3 separate regions of the Mus musculus genome follow, and regions 2 and 3 are each linked to region 1. Evidence: chromatin contacts called from public Hi-C data. All regions are on one chromosome and are shown on one strand. The core of a region is the stretch at or near the end of the contact, and the rest is flanking DNA. Distances in the headings are between cores, read along the strand shown.

What was found. A called contact is a pair of places that touch in the nucleus more often than the background predicts.
Region 2: a Hi-C map of the N1E-115 cell line shows a contact between it and region 1, with 4 times the contacts expected there. The contact joins two enhancer-like sites. A contact is called at or near these places in 8 of 484 Hi-C or Micro-C datasets (the C2C12 cell line, the N1E-115 cell line, embryonic fibroblasts and 4 more).
Region 3: a Hi-C map of embryonic fibroblasts shows a contact between it and region 1, with 1.7 times the contacts expected there. The contact joins two enhancer-like sites. A contact is called at or near these places in 3 of 484 Hi-C or Micro-C datasets (adipose-derived mesenchymal stem cells, embryonic fibroblasts and nephron progenitors).

The regions. Positions count from the first base shown.
Region 1 is chr17:72,156,286-72,161,358 of GRCm38.p6, reverse strand. The region is part of intron 4 of Alk (anaplastic lymphoma kinase); the gene reads left to right. Among named protein-coding and RNA genes, the nearest start is that of Gm41613, 29 kb to the right of the region's middle. Within about 2 kb of position 2,923, at least 31 of the 459 cell types and tissues checked have an H3K27ac peak or open chromatin away from gene starts, as enhancers often do. A contact at or near this core is called in the N1E-115 cell line, adipose-derived mesenchymal stem cells and embryonic fibroblasts, where this site is marked.
Region 2 is chr17:71,963,936-71,969,008 of GRCm38.p6, reverse strand. Alk (anaplastic lymphoma kinase) reads left to right here. Exons shown (of 29, transcript NM_007439.2): 9 at 1,354-1,523. Among named protein-coding and RNA genes, the nearest start is that of Gm41613, 160 kb to the left of the region's middle. Within about 2 kb of position 2,393, at least 24 of the 459 cell types and tissues checked have an H3K27ac peak or open chromatin away from gene starts, as enhancers often do. A contact at or near this core is called in the N1E-115 cell line, where this site is marked.
Region 3 is chr17:71,994,916-71,999,988 of GRCm38.p6, reverse strand. All of the region lies in intron 5 of Alk (anaplastic lymphoma kinase), which reads left to right. Among named protein-coding and RNA genes, the nearest start is that of Gm41613, 130 kb to the left of the region's middle. Within about 2 kb of position 2,113, at least 30 of the 459 cell types and tissues checked have an H3K27ac peak or open chromatin away from gene starts, as enhancers often do. A contact at or near this core is called in adipose-derived mesenchymal stem cells and embryonic fibroblasts, where this site is marked.

The DNA.
Region 1 (5,073 bases), core at 1,674-4,173:
GCAATTTCTCCCTCCGTGTTTTCCACACCTGAGCATGTTTGGGGGTCCCTGGAGGGGTTTGTGGGAACAAATTACTGGCTCTTCAGCTCCTTCCCCGACTCCCAGATTTCTGACTCAGCAGATCTAGATCAAGGCCTGATACTCTGAACTTCCGCCAGTCTCCAGGTAAGCTTAGTGCTACTGATTCAGAGCTCTCTGAATCACTCACCAGAGAACTTAATAGGTCTCTAAATGTCCTTCTCTATGTTGGCTGGACACATGAGCACTTGCATATCATGAGGATACTACCACGGAGCCTAGCATGACATGTTACCATCTGATAGGAGCGTGTTAGCTGTGCATGCTGAGTTTTAGCTCTTCTTCTACCCTGACCAAGATCATGTGACCCTATTGTTTGTAGGCTGAGCCCCAAATATCTACCCATAGCTCCAATAATTGGCAGTGGCAATTCTGTGATTTTTTTTTAACATCTAGGCACACATGCTGTCTTTTGATTCCAACCCCTTTTCCTGTGTACCCATAGAGGATAAAGTAGATGAGTTCCTAGCCAGCCTAGTTTCTACTAGACAACAGTCTCCCCACTGAGGATGTAGGACGATGACCATATCCTGGTACTTACAGAACTCCCACCTTGCTATATTTATGAGAATGGTTTGCTGATGTCTTCTCTAATCTATTTCCCCTTTCTGAGGACCACTTTCCCTTCGGAGTAAATGCATATCTATTCATCTATTGCATGTCCCTGAGATACCATACCTCTCTCATTCCCCACGTTTTGGTACCAAAGACAGCCCTATATATTAGAGAAAGTACCTGGGGTCCAAGTTTCAGCTCATCTCCGTTAACCTACCTGTGAGAGTTCACTGTGGCATGACCTATTACATTCAAGATAGCGCATTTGTCATGCTTGGCTATTTGGAATATGAGCAAGCATGAGATTAATACATCATCAATACATCATCTTTGGAAAAACACTTAGAGACTATTGAACTCAATTAATCATTCATTGCATATCTATTAAGGATAAGGCATCACGCCAAGCTTTAAGAATAGAACAAAAGCCAACTAAGATACAGACCTTGTTTTTAAAATGCTCACGCTAACATGATATAAGTGTATAAATAAATAATTTCCATCTTCATTTATTTCCTTTGCATACCCATTCACATAGTTATGCTTCCGCTAATAAGGCATCTTGAATTCTGCTTTCAGCTTTCAGTGGAGCCTTTACAAAACCAAATAATGATGGTCAGTTTGGGATTCTCCTTTATCAACCTTAGCCCTTTTGCTGTTTTCTGTTTTGGGCCCCAGTTTCTTTCTTTCTTTTCTTTCTTCCTTTTCTCTCTTTCTTTCCTTTCTTCCTTTCTTTCTTTTCTTTCTTCCTTTTCTTTCTTTCTTTCTTTCTTTCTTTCTTTCTTTCTTTCAACTTCTGGATATTTCCAACTTTTGCTGCTAATTTTTTATTGGTTATTTTATTTATTTACATTGTGAATGTTATCACCCTTCTCAGTTTCCTCTCCACAAGTCCCCTATCCCCTCCTCCCTTCCCCTGCCTCTATGAGGGTGCTCCCCCACCTGCCTACCCACTCCTGACTCAGCAACCTAGTGTTCCCCTATCCTGGGTCATCCAGCCTCCACAGAACCAAGGGGCTCCCCTCCCAGTGATTCCAGATAAGGCCATCCTCTTTGGTTGGTGGTTTAGTTGGGCCCCACTTTCTATCCTAGAGAACATGAGGGCTGAGTTGGCTAAAGTGGCACCCTCTACCCTGCTCTGTTAAGTCAAACTAATGACCTTACATAGATAACAGCCTTCTGTCACAGAGGGAGGCCAGGCTGAGATTAGTGTGCCACCAACTCTCTCTTCTGCAGAATCTACCTAGTCTTCCTATTTGCAACACTGTGGTTATAAAGTTTTCCTGTGACTGAACACTTTAACGTTCTCCCTACAGAGCACTGTTAGCAAAGTGAAGGTGGAGGAAATTACGGAGGGTTAGATTGTTAGACATCATTGTTTTTCCGTTCTTGGCTTTCCAACCAACCTCAGTGAAATGTATGAAATATGATCATGAAGGCTATCTGGAATATTCCCAATAGTATCTTGCCCAAGCCAACCCCACTGCTTCAAAGTCATCAGTCATACCAGGGAAACTGCTTGACATGGCCTGAGCTAATGTTGTTTTGCTCCGGCGCTGCTGTGATTAATTAGACTTTTAGGAGAGCTGGTGAGTCATTCGTGTTCCAGTCTCAGTTTGGGGGTTAGGGATTGACCCCAGCATCCTGCTGAATATAGTAGTTGATGAAACACTACTTATATAACAGGAACCAGGCACCCAGTGGAGCAAGTGACAGACTATTAAAGAGCAAGTAACAGGAACTTTTCAGTTGCCTGAAAAGCAGCCTAAGAGATTGCAGATAATGTAACTGTTCACATGGCACATATTGATAGCACCTGCTTTGTTCCAAACACCTGTCCTGGAGTTATCTAGAACTGTATGTGGGTTGGTTATAGTTGCTGCTGTAGAGGTGACATCCATAAGGCAGGTAGAATGTGAAGGGTCGTGTGTGTGTGTGTGTGTGTGTGTGTGTGTGTGTGTGTGTGTGAATGTCTGTATGTGTGTGTGTGTGTATCTGTATGTGTCTGTATGTGTGTGTGCATGTGTGTGTGTGTGCAGGTGATACATAACTCGAGACCAACAAGTAAAAAGCAAATGAACTGAACAAAGAAGATGAAATAATTCCAACCACACAGAGCCCTCACATTTGCCCTCGGTATGACCTCCAGGAACAAACACAAGGTGGCAGAGGGTGGGACAGATGCATGGGCTGTGAGCTCTGGATCTGGCCCTGTATTTGTGGCCCTGATTATGTCCCCAAACAGCGTCCTGTGGTTCATAATGCAGTGTTGAGCAAGCTGACTGGTATGTGGTGGGTGTTGCAGAAGTGTTTCTTCACCATCTGCTGAGGCACCAAATCATGTGAGGAATGGCCAAACGGATAGCATCAACTCTGTTTTCAGGTGGAGAACTTGAGTCTCCAACCAGTTAAATAAATTGCATGATGTCATGGAGCTGTTAAGCTGAAGGCTCAGGACTGGCCACTGTCGGCTGCCTGGGTGTTGTGCCCGGTGGCCACACAGTTCACATCTTCATGGATAAACCTGTTCAAGTACAGTCACTTCCCCCCATGGAAGTGTGAGGTTTCAAATAGTTAAAGCTTAACAAATACAATGACATGATGTGTTCTCACAGATTGGGGCCTTGGGGTCAGGGTGGGAGATGACTCAGTCAGTTAAGGACTTGCCACATGAGCCTTGCTTTGATTCTCAGAACCCGCATAAAAGCCAGGCATGGTAGCACAGGCTTTCAGTCCCATCTCGGGGTAGGAGAGACACCAGACCCTTGGGGTGAACGGGCCTGGCAGCCCAACCTACTCAAGCTGCAATTAGCGAGCCTGTCTCAAAAGACAAGGTGAATGGCTTCCGAGGAATGAAGCCTGAGGTTGACCTCTGACCTCCACAGGCAACACATGGACAGGCATGCCTGTGTGTCTGCACTCACATATGCACACACACACACACACACACACTAACAAAACCACAAATAAAAATTAAGCTTTGAAAGTGAGGTATTGGAAAAGTCGCCTCACATCACCATCTAACCAAATCCTGTGCCAAGCCATGGATCAGTTAACTGAAGGGCCTGTACATCTGTCCCACAACCTGCTTTCTCCTTACACTCAACTGCTGCTCTTAGAGCAGCCAGGAGCCCCTGGGAAGTAACCAGGCAACCACCCGATGTGGAAATCTGTTTATTTCAGTTCTTTCTGAGCGACAACCCTAGACCAGCAGTTCTTAGAAATCCAATTTTTGTCTTTTGCTTTTTGATGACTCTAAAGTTCATGAAGTTAGAGTATTGGTTTTTAATTAATTCAGCGTTCCACAAGTGCCGACTTCAGCTCTGCTTACTGCGGGAGCTTTTCCCTCTATGCTCCTGGAAAGTGCATATAGACCAGGGGGGGTTGACATTATTTTTGTCATTGTTATTCTTTTAGGACTCCACTTTGGAAAAACTTACAATTTAAAAGTTGCTGTCAATTAATTCCATAGGCCGTTGATTAAAGCTTTACTTTTTTCCATTAAATGAAAATTAAATTAAGCTCATTATTGTATTAGGCAGTCATTGATTGGACCCACTTTGGATTTAATTAAATGCTACTATTCATTATTTCCTCCTCTGTAGTGCTTTTTAATTTCCTTTGGTATATAATTTGAGGGTAACAACAATATCAGCAAATTATCCCTCATAAATAGTATGAAAGGGGGAAGATACACAAACACTATGGCGGCAGTGTGAAGGCACTTGCTCATCATCTTTAATGTGGTGTTGGCCTGTTTCTCGGTGAATAGGTTTTCCATGTTGCTGCCTTGTGATAAGTCAGGACATGCTCCTATCTCACCTAAGCCGCTCAGATGTGTGCTAACTTCAAGCTGTCCCTGATCCTAAAAATATGCTGACCCTGATTATATATAAAATTATTGTAACCCTGATAATATGATCCAGGGGGTAGGTGTTTGGATTGGAGTCTAAGGACATCATCAAGGAAAGATTGAAAATGCTCAGACATTCATTTCCTTTTCTCTGTGCTCATTTCTTGGCAGTCTCCTGGGTCCTGAAATTGCACAGAGTGAGAATAGAACCTGGGCGTCTGTCCTTCTGGCACTGCTATTCTGGAAGAGTGCATGTGACATAATACATACCAACCTTCATCTTCCAAGGAAATAACATCCTCCATTATTGCCCTGGCACCTGGGCTCATTCTCTGGAAGTCTACACTTTAAGTGTATGGTGTGCCCTATACTATCCTGCTCTGCATGTATAAAAATGTATATTTTTACCATTGGGATCAATGGTAAAACAAATGTGGAATGACACCATTGAGCTCAGTAATGCAGGCACCTTCTGTCTCCACCTCTCCAGCCAGGATCAATGTGAAAAGTCCCGGGAGGATCACACTGAGCTGTGGTTGCCCTGAAGCTCATGTTACATATGGTAAAGGGTTCAGATTGTGACCAGT
Region 2 (5,073 bases), core at 1,144-3,643, 190 kb after region 1:
CAAGCAGGACACTGCATGCCATAGACTATAAGAAAGTATTGCCTATAGTGTAGGTTTGGTTAGCATTACCTAAGGTGGAGTTGGTTAAATCCTCTAATCAGTGTTATCCAGCCATACAAGAAAACTGAGTAAAGACAGAAAAACATTGGTAGATTCCTTCAGCTACCATGGGAGGTTTTAATGGGGGTGAGTATTTGTTCCCCTGGATAGAGACATGTGACGGTAAATTTGACTCACCGGATCAGGACCCAGGATCCAGCTATGGCTTGGTTAGAGATGGGGTTTCTAGGTAGGACAGTATAAATTATCAGGCTACTATGGATGGTGGTACCATCCTCTTCAATTGAATTGTAAAGCAGCTACCAGTCAGGGCTTGGGAGACAGAAGCTGGGCATGACAGAGAACTAGCTCTTCAAACCACGAGAGCCAAGAACCATGGCTGACCAGAGCTCTGCATGTTCAGGATACACTATGTTTGCCCATCTTTCTCCGGGAGCCTTTTTCTTTCAGACTCTGAACAGCAGAGTTCTTTTACATGCTAGGTGTTGTTTGTAGATTGCCTCGATCAAACACAACCTCTATTATCTTAAACCTCAGTTTGTAGCCTGCACTGCCTCTGAACATGACTACATTTACACTTTCTTATAAAGACTACTATTAGCTACTGTTTCCTTTCAAATGTCTAGGGAATGGTGCCATAGAAACCCACGACACAACAAAAACAGACGCTTTCGGCTTCCTTTTGGCAAAGCAGCATCCTTATTTGGGAAGATAACTATATTAGGATATCATGATATATAGGTGTGTATCTGAGAGAGAGAGAGAGAGAGAGAGAGAGAGAGAGAGAGAGAGAGAGAGGAAGTCTCCCATTAGCTAACATGTGATCTGACACTGTTCAAACAACACCTGTAATTATTAGAAGGAATACAAAAGTCCATTATTCCTAAATCAAAAGAAATTGAATGGGAAAAAAAATCACCTCTATTACATCACATAGTGAGTTGAGACCATAGGCAAAAATCTTTGGGTATCCTTAAGGAAGCTCGCCTGAATAACCCTACTGGTCTAGTGCAGAGGTAGAATCACTGAAATTTGGGGTGATATCATCAGCCTCAATGAAGCTTCGGATTGCTCGATGGTGGTTCCTGCCCAGATCCTTGAACTCCAGTGAAAGTCCTTTGGCAGCTGTTAGCAAGATCAGGCTGTGGGCATCAGCTGCCTTTGCTGGATCAATTCAGATGAGCCTCCAGCAAAGTCCTTTAAGCTTCTGCCGGGGCTGCAAGGATACTTGAGGTTTCCGTGGTACAATAACATTTTAACTGATGTGTGCATCTCTCTCTCTCTCTCTCTCAGCTCCGCATGTCCTGGCTCATCCGCGGGGTTTTGAGAGGAAACGTATCTCTGGTGCTGGTGGAGAACAAAACCGGAAAGGAGCAAAGCCGGACTGTCTGGCATGTCGCCACTGACGAAGGCTTAAGCCTGTGGCAGCATACAGTGCTGTCCCTCCTCGATGTGACTGACAGGTGAGTTACTATTCATTCCCCCCACCCCACCTCCTGCTTTGTTTTACCCTACAAGGCACAGTGCTGACCTGGGAAGGTCTCACACTCCCCCATGCCCTTTATCTAAGACGTTTGATTGGTTGTTTTTTTCTCTTTGCTATGACAAAGTACCTGACAACTTAAGGAGGGAAGGTGACTTTGTTTGGGTTTTACTGCTGTGAACAGACACCATGACCTAGGCAAGTCTTATAAAGGACAACATTTAGTTGGGGCTGGCGTACAGGTTCGGAGGTTCAGTTCATGACCATCAAGATGGGAGCAGGGCAGCATCCAGGCAGGCATGGTTCAGGAGTTGCTGAGAGTTCTACATCTTCATCTGAAGGCGGCTAGTGGAAGACTGACTTCCAGGCACTTAGGATGAGGGTCTTAAAGCCCATACCCACAGTGACACCCCTACACCAACAGGGCCATACCTTCTAATAGTGTCACTCCCTGGGCAGAGAATACACAAACCATCACAGAAGGGTTTATTTTGGCTCGTAGTTTGAGGGTTTAAGCCATCATAGCAGGGACAGCACAATGACAAAAGCATAAGGCAGCTGGTTACACTGCATCAGAGATGAGTAATCATAGAGCCATAAAAGCTGGTGTTGGCCTGGCTTCTTTCTTTTACTTCAGCCTGAGACTCCTCCCCATTGGATGGTACTGCCCTCTTGGATGGTAGTGCCCCATTGGATGGTACCGCTCCATTGAATGGTTTTAGGTTGGGTCTTCCCACCTCAGTAAACCCAATCTAAAATCCTTTCACTGACAAGTCCAGAGGTCTGTCTCCTAGGCAGTTCTACATCCTGTCAGGTTGGCAGTCAATATTAACCACCACACCCATGTACACACAGAGACATGCACATCTCCTGCCAATTGCCGGGAGCTCGAGATTCTTCAAGGGATGGCGCACTAATGAACACTCATCTCCTGCAGCTCTCACCTGGCCTGATTGGCTTTCTTCAGGATCTGTCTGTGGAGAGAGCAGAAAATGAGGCACTCGAGCTACTACCAAATGATGCTCGGGTTTCATATCTCTATGGCATTTTCTCTCACTTGATGGATGTTGCCTTACTTCCTCTTATTTCCTCTCATTTCCTCTTTCCTCGTTAACAACAAAACCTTAGTGGGTGGGGAAGCTCCATCACTATTCTCCACCGTTCTTTTAAAGAGGAAAAGCTGAAAAAAATCAAAGGAGCAAAACAAGTTTGTCTCTGAGCCAAGACTGGAACCAGGGGGCGGGGGGGGGGGGGGTACTGCTCTATTGATTCAGCTCCAGAGGCAGGTTGACATAGGGAGATGCCAGACTCCTCACTGACCAGAGAAGAGCTTCTACCAGGGACCCTGGTTCTTATCAGACTTTACTACCAGTAACCTCTGTGACCTTGGACAAGAGCCTTGACTCCTTCCAGGTTTAGTCCTTCCCACTTCCAAATGGATATGGCTGGATTACCAGATCTCCAGCTGCATGGGGCATTGGATTGGAGCCGAAGCCTGTGGAGTTCAGCTGTCACTTGTCTCCCTAGGATGGCACTACCCTGCCACCTGCAGTCAGCCTGGAGCAAGCAATGCTTGAGTTAAAAATGGCCTGGCACAGCAGCATGTCTGTGACACTCTGCTGTGCTTTACTGAATATCCCACAGGTGGCACAGACATAGCCTATAGCAAAAGGCAGGGTGGCATCTCACCTACAGGGTAGACTGGAAGGGAAAACCACCTGCTATTGGCTAAGCATCACGCTCTACCATCTAGTGCAGTCTTCACAATAGTCTTACAAGAGATACTCAAATTACCATTCTGGTGAACCAACCTTTGAAATACAAGGACCAAAGGCTCAAAGCAGGGCAAAGAGTGATGCCTGTTGTCATGAGGCTTCGTAAGTGTGGAGCTGGGCTTTGAATTCTTCTCTCAAACCTCATAATATGCTGTTCCTTGCCACTTCTAATGGGAACTCTCCTGTCATAGAGAAGAAACCCCCTTCTAACTCAGAACAGCATCCATCCTCTCCTTCCAATGTATGTGGCTTGATGATCAGAGCCCATAGATGTCCCCAGGCTCAATGACCCTGGGACAAATGGATTTAATTAAAGTGGAGGAAGGGGAAAGTATGAGTGCCACCTCCATAGGCCGGTATTTCATCCTTGGGGACTGTGACAGTCACACACAGGGATTGGAACCTTGCTGGCGGTGCTGGAGCCATCCCTCCTGGGAGATGTAAAATTAATTCTGACTGTTACCCCTTCTCTCTTCAACCCAGCAAGTTCTCTGTTTCGTAGCTACTCCAGGGGATTTAAAGCAAGGAGGACGTTGAGTCCACTGGCTCCCTTCCGCAGGAGATGCATTTGAAGGAGACTTTGTTCCTAGCCTTCCTCTTCCCCCCACTGATGGTCACTAGCAGACTGGTATTTCCAATATTGATCCTGAGGCCAAAGCATCCATTTGAGGACTCAGTGAAGATTCAGACAAAAGCCAGCTTGGTTCACAATGCACCGTGACCTAATTCACACATAATTACAGGGGGAAGAAAATGTCTCCATTCACAAAAAAAAAACGCCTGCCAGCCACCAACTTGTTCTCAAAGCTAGAGGCAGTGTGGGAGGCACGCAGACCGGAGGCACAAGATGAGGAAGCGCAGGTGAACTGTCTGATAGTTTCGCTTGCTAAACTCAAACTAGACTATAGCAGCAACGGAGAGGAAGTGGGACAGCAGCGTGTCCAAGTGAGCGCAGGCTTTCAAGTGGACGGTCCCAAGCTTAGTTAGTGGTGTAACCTCATCCCATCTATTGAAACTCCCCGAGTCTCACCATCCCATCCTGTAAGCAGTACTTCACCAGGTTGTTATGGGAATAAATAATAGGATCGCCAAAAGAATCTATACATAACGGGGTGTCAGGAGGTTTTCAGCATCTTTTATTCTAGCCTCTAAGTGGCTTCATAAGTAATTTATTGAACAAACAGTACAAATCCAGCCACTGATCTTCCATGTTCTGCAAAATGGAGGCATACAGCTGTCTCTGGTTTGGGGAAGAAAAGTGGTGAACTCCTCGGTACACACTAAATGCTTCAACACTAAAAGCTGCTAATAAGGAATATTACTAAAAATGACAAACTTCTCTTCCCCCATCACCTGCACAGTGCCTCAGAGGAGTCTGGCATAGTCATCTCAGAAATGATAACGATAATGATAACCTCAAAGGTGAGGTTCTTGTGAGTGCGTAAATCGTAGAAGTCCTGCAACTTCTTCTGACCTCCTCCCAGGAGAGAGGCCACCCCAGCTGCCTGGATTGCCACAAAGTGGAACGGGGGCAGGGGGAGGTTAAAGGAGAGAAAGAAACCAATTAGGGAAGAAAGTAACAGAAAATGAGAAATGAGCAGAGGACAGAAGCAAACCACCTCCCTTCTCCCAGCCCCCGGTGGTAGGCATTCGCAGTCTATGCCCTCAGCCTTCATCCCACATCTCCACCATTCAGCACCTTCCTCGTTGTCAGCGCCCCATCATAGACCTTAGCCGTTGGAAACATTATTCTCC
Region 3 (5,073 bases), core at 864-3,363, 160 kb after region 1:
TCAAGCCCCTCCCCTTCCTCATTGCTCCAAAGACAGGCTACAACTACACCAGGGTCTCAGCCCACCCCTCAGGGCAGAACAATACTTGTACAACCACAGAGAAGACGCTGTTTAGGAAATGTGGGTCCTTGTTTAAAACCACTCACCAAGGATATTTTCCTCCTAGGAATTTATGGGCTCCATAAAAAAAAGAACTTGAGGAGACAGAGCAGTTGTTTTTGGTTGTGCCTCATTAGTTCTGAGTTTGGTCTGGCAGTAGAGATTGGAGTACCTGGAGTCTATCTAATTGAGTCTCTAGTAAGCATTAAACTCACTCAGTCCTGGGAAGACACTACCAAGGAATCTGGAAGTCTCCAGGAGAAGAAGGGAGACAGCAGAGGAAGCAGGGCTAAAAGAGATATCTTCTTCAGGCTGGTGCTGAGCCTGAACCCAGGAAGAGATCCCAAGAATAAAAATCTACAAATCCTGGGCATCCAAAGAGAAAAGACAGCACGCTCCTGCACCCCTCCTTGTCAAGACTTGTGGGTGAAGGGCAAATATGCCCACCTTCTGCACACTATGCCCATCATCAGCATTAGTCACATTCATCACTCGGATGGCCCCTTAGAGAGAAACAGCACAAATGACAAAGCAGACAATGTGAAATACATAAATTTCCACCAACCCCTCAGCAAGCCAGTCACCACTCTGGAACTTGGTATTCTCAACAGTAAAACAGATTGAATAACACCTTCCACTTTTGACATGCAGGACCAGTTTAATTCCCAGTCTTTATGGGGGTGAGGAGGTCTATATTACCAGACACTGTTGCAGACGCAGAAGACTCCATACCTCCCTTCAAGTTAGTGGCAGTTTGCTGAAGAAGACAGACAAACAGCTAATGATACTATGAGGCAGAACCTCAACAATGCCACATTTGAGAAGTAATGTGTTCAGCTATCCAAAGAGAAAGGGAATTCGTGAAAATGGGTAAGGAACAAGGTCCAATATCCAGATGCTGAGAGAGAAAGGCTGATGGAAGGTGCGCCCAAAACAATGACAGTGGCCCACACACAGTGCTTGCTGATCCCACAGGAAAGCATACTCTTTAAGCATCACAGAGAGAAAGAGAAATGGAGACACATTCAGATTTCATTGAATCTTTAGACACCTGTATACCCAAATATGCCATGAACGTATACACTGTGTATGCAAATAGAATGCATTCAAGACCTTAGTAATTGACTGCATGTGTACTTAGTAAATCAGTACTCATGTTCTCTTTGATGAAGGGATGAGAGGGGTAGAGTACTTTCCTATCATGCTGACACCATGAGTTTTTTTTTTAACCCAGCCCTGAAAAGAATAAAAAGAATCTAAAAGCTGAGAACACATGAAAACCTCCTTCTCAAAAAAAAAAAAAAAAATCAAAGTAAACAGCTTTTAGCTTAAAATAAAACTTCTGCTACTACTCAGGGTGGACCAGGATGCAGAATGAACGGGGTGCATGTGTGAACACAGCTGGGGAAGGAGTGTAAATTGGATTCACTTCTGGAAAGCAATTTGGCAATGTGTATCAAGAGCTTTTAAAATGTTTATACCTTTTGATTCCGTAATTCCACTTCTGGGAACCTATCCTATGAAAATAATCGGAAACACGGGCAAAGGTGTATGCACAAAGATAGTCTTCAAAGTGTTATTATAAACAGACTAGCCGCCCAATCGTTGAATAATGTTTCAATAAATGATGGCGGGCATCACACTGGGAGAGGGAAAGGTTTAAAACCCTTGGAAAAGTTTGTCATTATTTTAAGACCTGTACATAGATGAGGGGACTATGAGCGCTTTCCAAATCGCAGACAGAAAGAACCCAAGGTAAATCAGCCAAGACGGTTTTTAAAGGGGGGGGGAGGGGAAGCCTCTGGGTTACGGGATTCTGGATGTTCATTTTGTTTGTGTTCTTACCTTGCTTCCAACTTCAGACAACAGACTTCATTTTAAATAAAGGAGAGGTGCAAGAAGCCATAAGATGAATCCAGCATGCAAAACACTCACTCACATTCCCTTAAAGATGCCACAGCGGGTGCACAGTATGCATAAACGGCAGAGCTTAAAATGTGCTGTACGTTGAAGGAAGCTTTATAAAGCCCTTGAGTTTCCCTGTGTTTTCTGTGGCAGGCTGGAGTGAGAGCCATCTGTGCTATGACTAAGGATCTCCTAGGATAAAGCCAAAGAAGAATTCTTTGAAAATGAAGTCACCAAGCACATGCCCAGAGCCTTTCTTTTTTTTTTTTTTTTTTTTTTTAGGTTATATATATATATTTTTAATTAGGTATTTTCCTCATTTACATTTTCAATGCTATCCCAAAGGTCCCCCATACCCACCCCCCCAACCCCCTACCCACCCACTCCCCCTTTTTGGCCCTGGCGTTCCCCTGTACTGGGGCATATAAAGTTTGCAAGTCCAATGGGCCTCTCTTTGCAGTGATGGCCGACTAGGCCATCTTTTGATACATATGCAGCTAAAGACAAGAGCTCCCGGGTACTGGTTAGTTCATATTGTTGTTCCACCTATAGGGTTGCAGTTCCCTATAGCTCCTTGGGTAATTTCTCTAGCTCCTCCATTAGGGGCCGTGTGACCCATCCAATAGCTGACTGTGATCATCCACTTCTGTGTTTGCTAGGCCCCGGCATAGTCTCACAAGAGAGAGCCTTTCTTATCATTCTAAACTCCCAGCTTCTACGAAGCTCACAGCTAGAAATCCAAAGAGCAGAGTACTGGCTTTGGCCCCTCTTCAGATGTACTGTATCATGGCCGGGGTATAAATGTGTTTCTTCCTGGTCTCCTCCCCCTCCCCCACCTTTTTTTAAATGAAACCAGTAGAATCCAATAGATCAGATCGAAAGGGGCTCCACCCTAATCTCATAATCTAGTCTCTTCTCTAAATGTCTAAACAGAGTGGGATGGAATTTTCACCCTTTCAACACCATTAATAGTTTGAGTGTTTAGCTTGTCGGCACTTAGAGACAGGATAGAAACTATTTAGACCCCTGTCTGCTGGAGGGTAAAGAGGAGGGTAATGTCAGCAGGCTCCCCATTCCCTCCCACATAGTATGCAGTCCTGTTCTAGCTGTCACAAGGTCAGAGCACAGATGACTCTTGGCCCCCATGTACCCTGAATTCCTGTGGCTCAGTTCTTAGCACCCCTACAATGCTCCCCCACTCACTACCTTGGGAGATAACCTCTCCTCTGCTTTGGGGCTTTGGAAGGAGAGACTGACTCTGAGATCTGCTATTGAGGAAACATTTCTCTCCTAACTTCTGATACAACATGGTCAACATACAAAAATAAACATGGCCCTCGCGTCAAAGGAGAATGAATAAATAAGAGCATTTATTCTGGAGCCAAATACAATGACCAACAACCTCGGAACACAGATATAGCTACACCAAATCCCATGTCCTAACATGGGAGCAGTAGCTTTTTTTATATACTAATAGAGCAAAGAAAATCATAAACCAAGAGATTTTTCAAATCCATTAGTTGAAACACCAGGTAGATAGTTCACAATAAAAGGAGGAAATCTCTCTGCTATTGGCCTTGATTGTTATCAGATGACATTCTTAGACTGTGAACCCAATGGAGACGATGGGGGGGGGCATTATTTGCTTATTCCAAAAGGACTTGCCTAGTAATCACCAAGATTACTCACTAGGTCACTCATGGGGGTAGATGATACATTATACTAAGGGGATAAGGTAAACCAATATCATTTGGTTCTGGACCTGCAACATTCCAACTCTCCAAATCATTGAGCTTCTAGTCAAAACGAGCCTTTAACACGGGTGACGCTTTTTAAAACAAAACTGGAACTTAACTTAATGCATGATGGTCAAATTGGTGTATAGAATTAAACTCATAAAAACAAACTCAACACCTTACCTTTCCACGAGAGTATTGACTCTCTGATGTGCTTTTGATTTTTTTTTTTAATCCTGGGTTTTTATCTGAGAGTGTTTGGAACTGGCATGGTGTGGGAAGGAGGACGGGGCTTCATTGCACAGCAGAATGTATGGTGTGAGAACCACAGAAGAAACTTGATCCTGTGCTGTCCCAGGGCTTCCTTCCTTCTCCCCCTGTGGGCAAGAAAAGGGGAGAGTTGACCAGACCAGAGACCTATGGGCACTCATCCCAGAAACAATTTAAAGCACTGAGACATCCACCCAAAGCCACCTTGGCCTCCAGCTGGCCAAGGCCTTGGCTGATGAAGCCAGTGATTCCTGCTAGAGCTGGTTTTAGACTGCATATTAATGTCCTGTCCCTCCTGTAATGAACTACTGGACGCTTAATGGCTTCAAACAACATGAATTTATTCTCTTACTGCTCCAGAGGGCCGAGGTCTGAAATCACTTTCATTGGCCAATGCCACAAAACCGTCTGAGAGGGAGACTTTGCTGGGAAGTTTCTAGAAGCATGCTGTTGGGCTGGGATGTCTCCTCTGGAGAACCAATTTCCCTGCCTCTTCTAGCTTCTGTGGAGCCTCTGTGGTTCTTGGGTCGTAACCTTCCCTCCCATCCTGAAATTCATGCTTCTCTTGTTAAGTTTTGGGGGAGGAGGGGTGTCAGGGGGCCCAGTGAGAGAGGCACACACAAGGAGTCAAAAACGATCAAGCTTTAAGTGAAGAGTGTATTCTCTAAGGACACAGTAGGGAGGGCAGTTTGTCCTTCTAAGGTCCCGTGCGAGAGAGTAGGAAGTAGAGAAGATGCTGTGCTCCCTGGAACTGGGTCCAAGTGCAGCCAGCATCATCTAACTAAACTTAACTGAGGCAGGTGTTTGTGAAGTCCCAATGGTATTCCTGGAGGAGGGATGTTTGAAAGAACCAGTTAGCATCAGTTCTGCCTATAGCTCCAATGCCTTTCAGACTTTGCTCTCTGGAAGAGCCTGTTCCCAGAAGCAGGGGAGAGAATGGTCCCCTGCCTCCATGACCTGAGAAGTACCAGTACAGTCCTGTTTCTTATCGACTCTCCTGCTTCCTTCTGATAAGGACCCTGGGGATCCCATTGGGGCTCCCTGAATAATCCTCCTCCCAAAA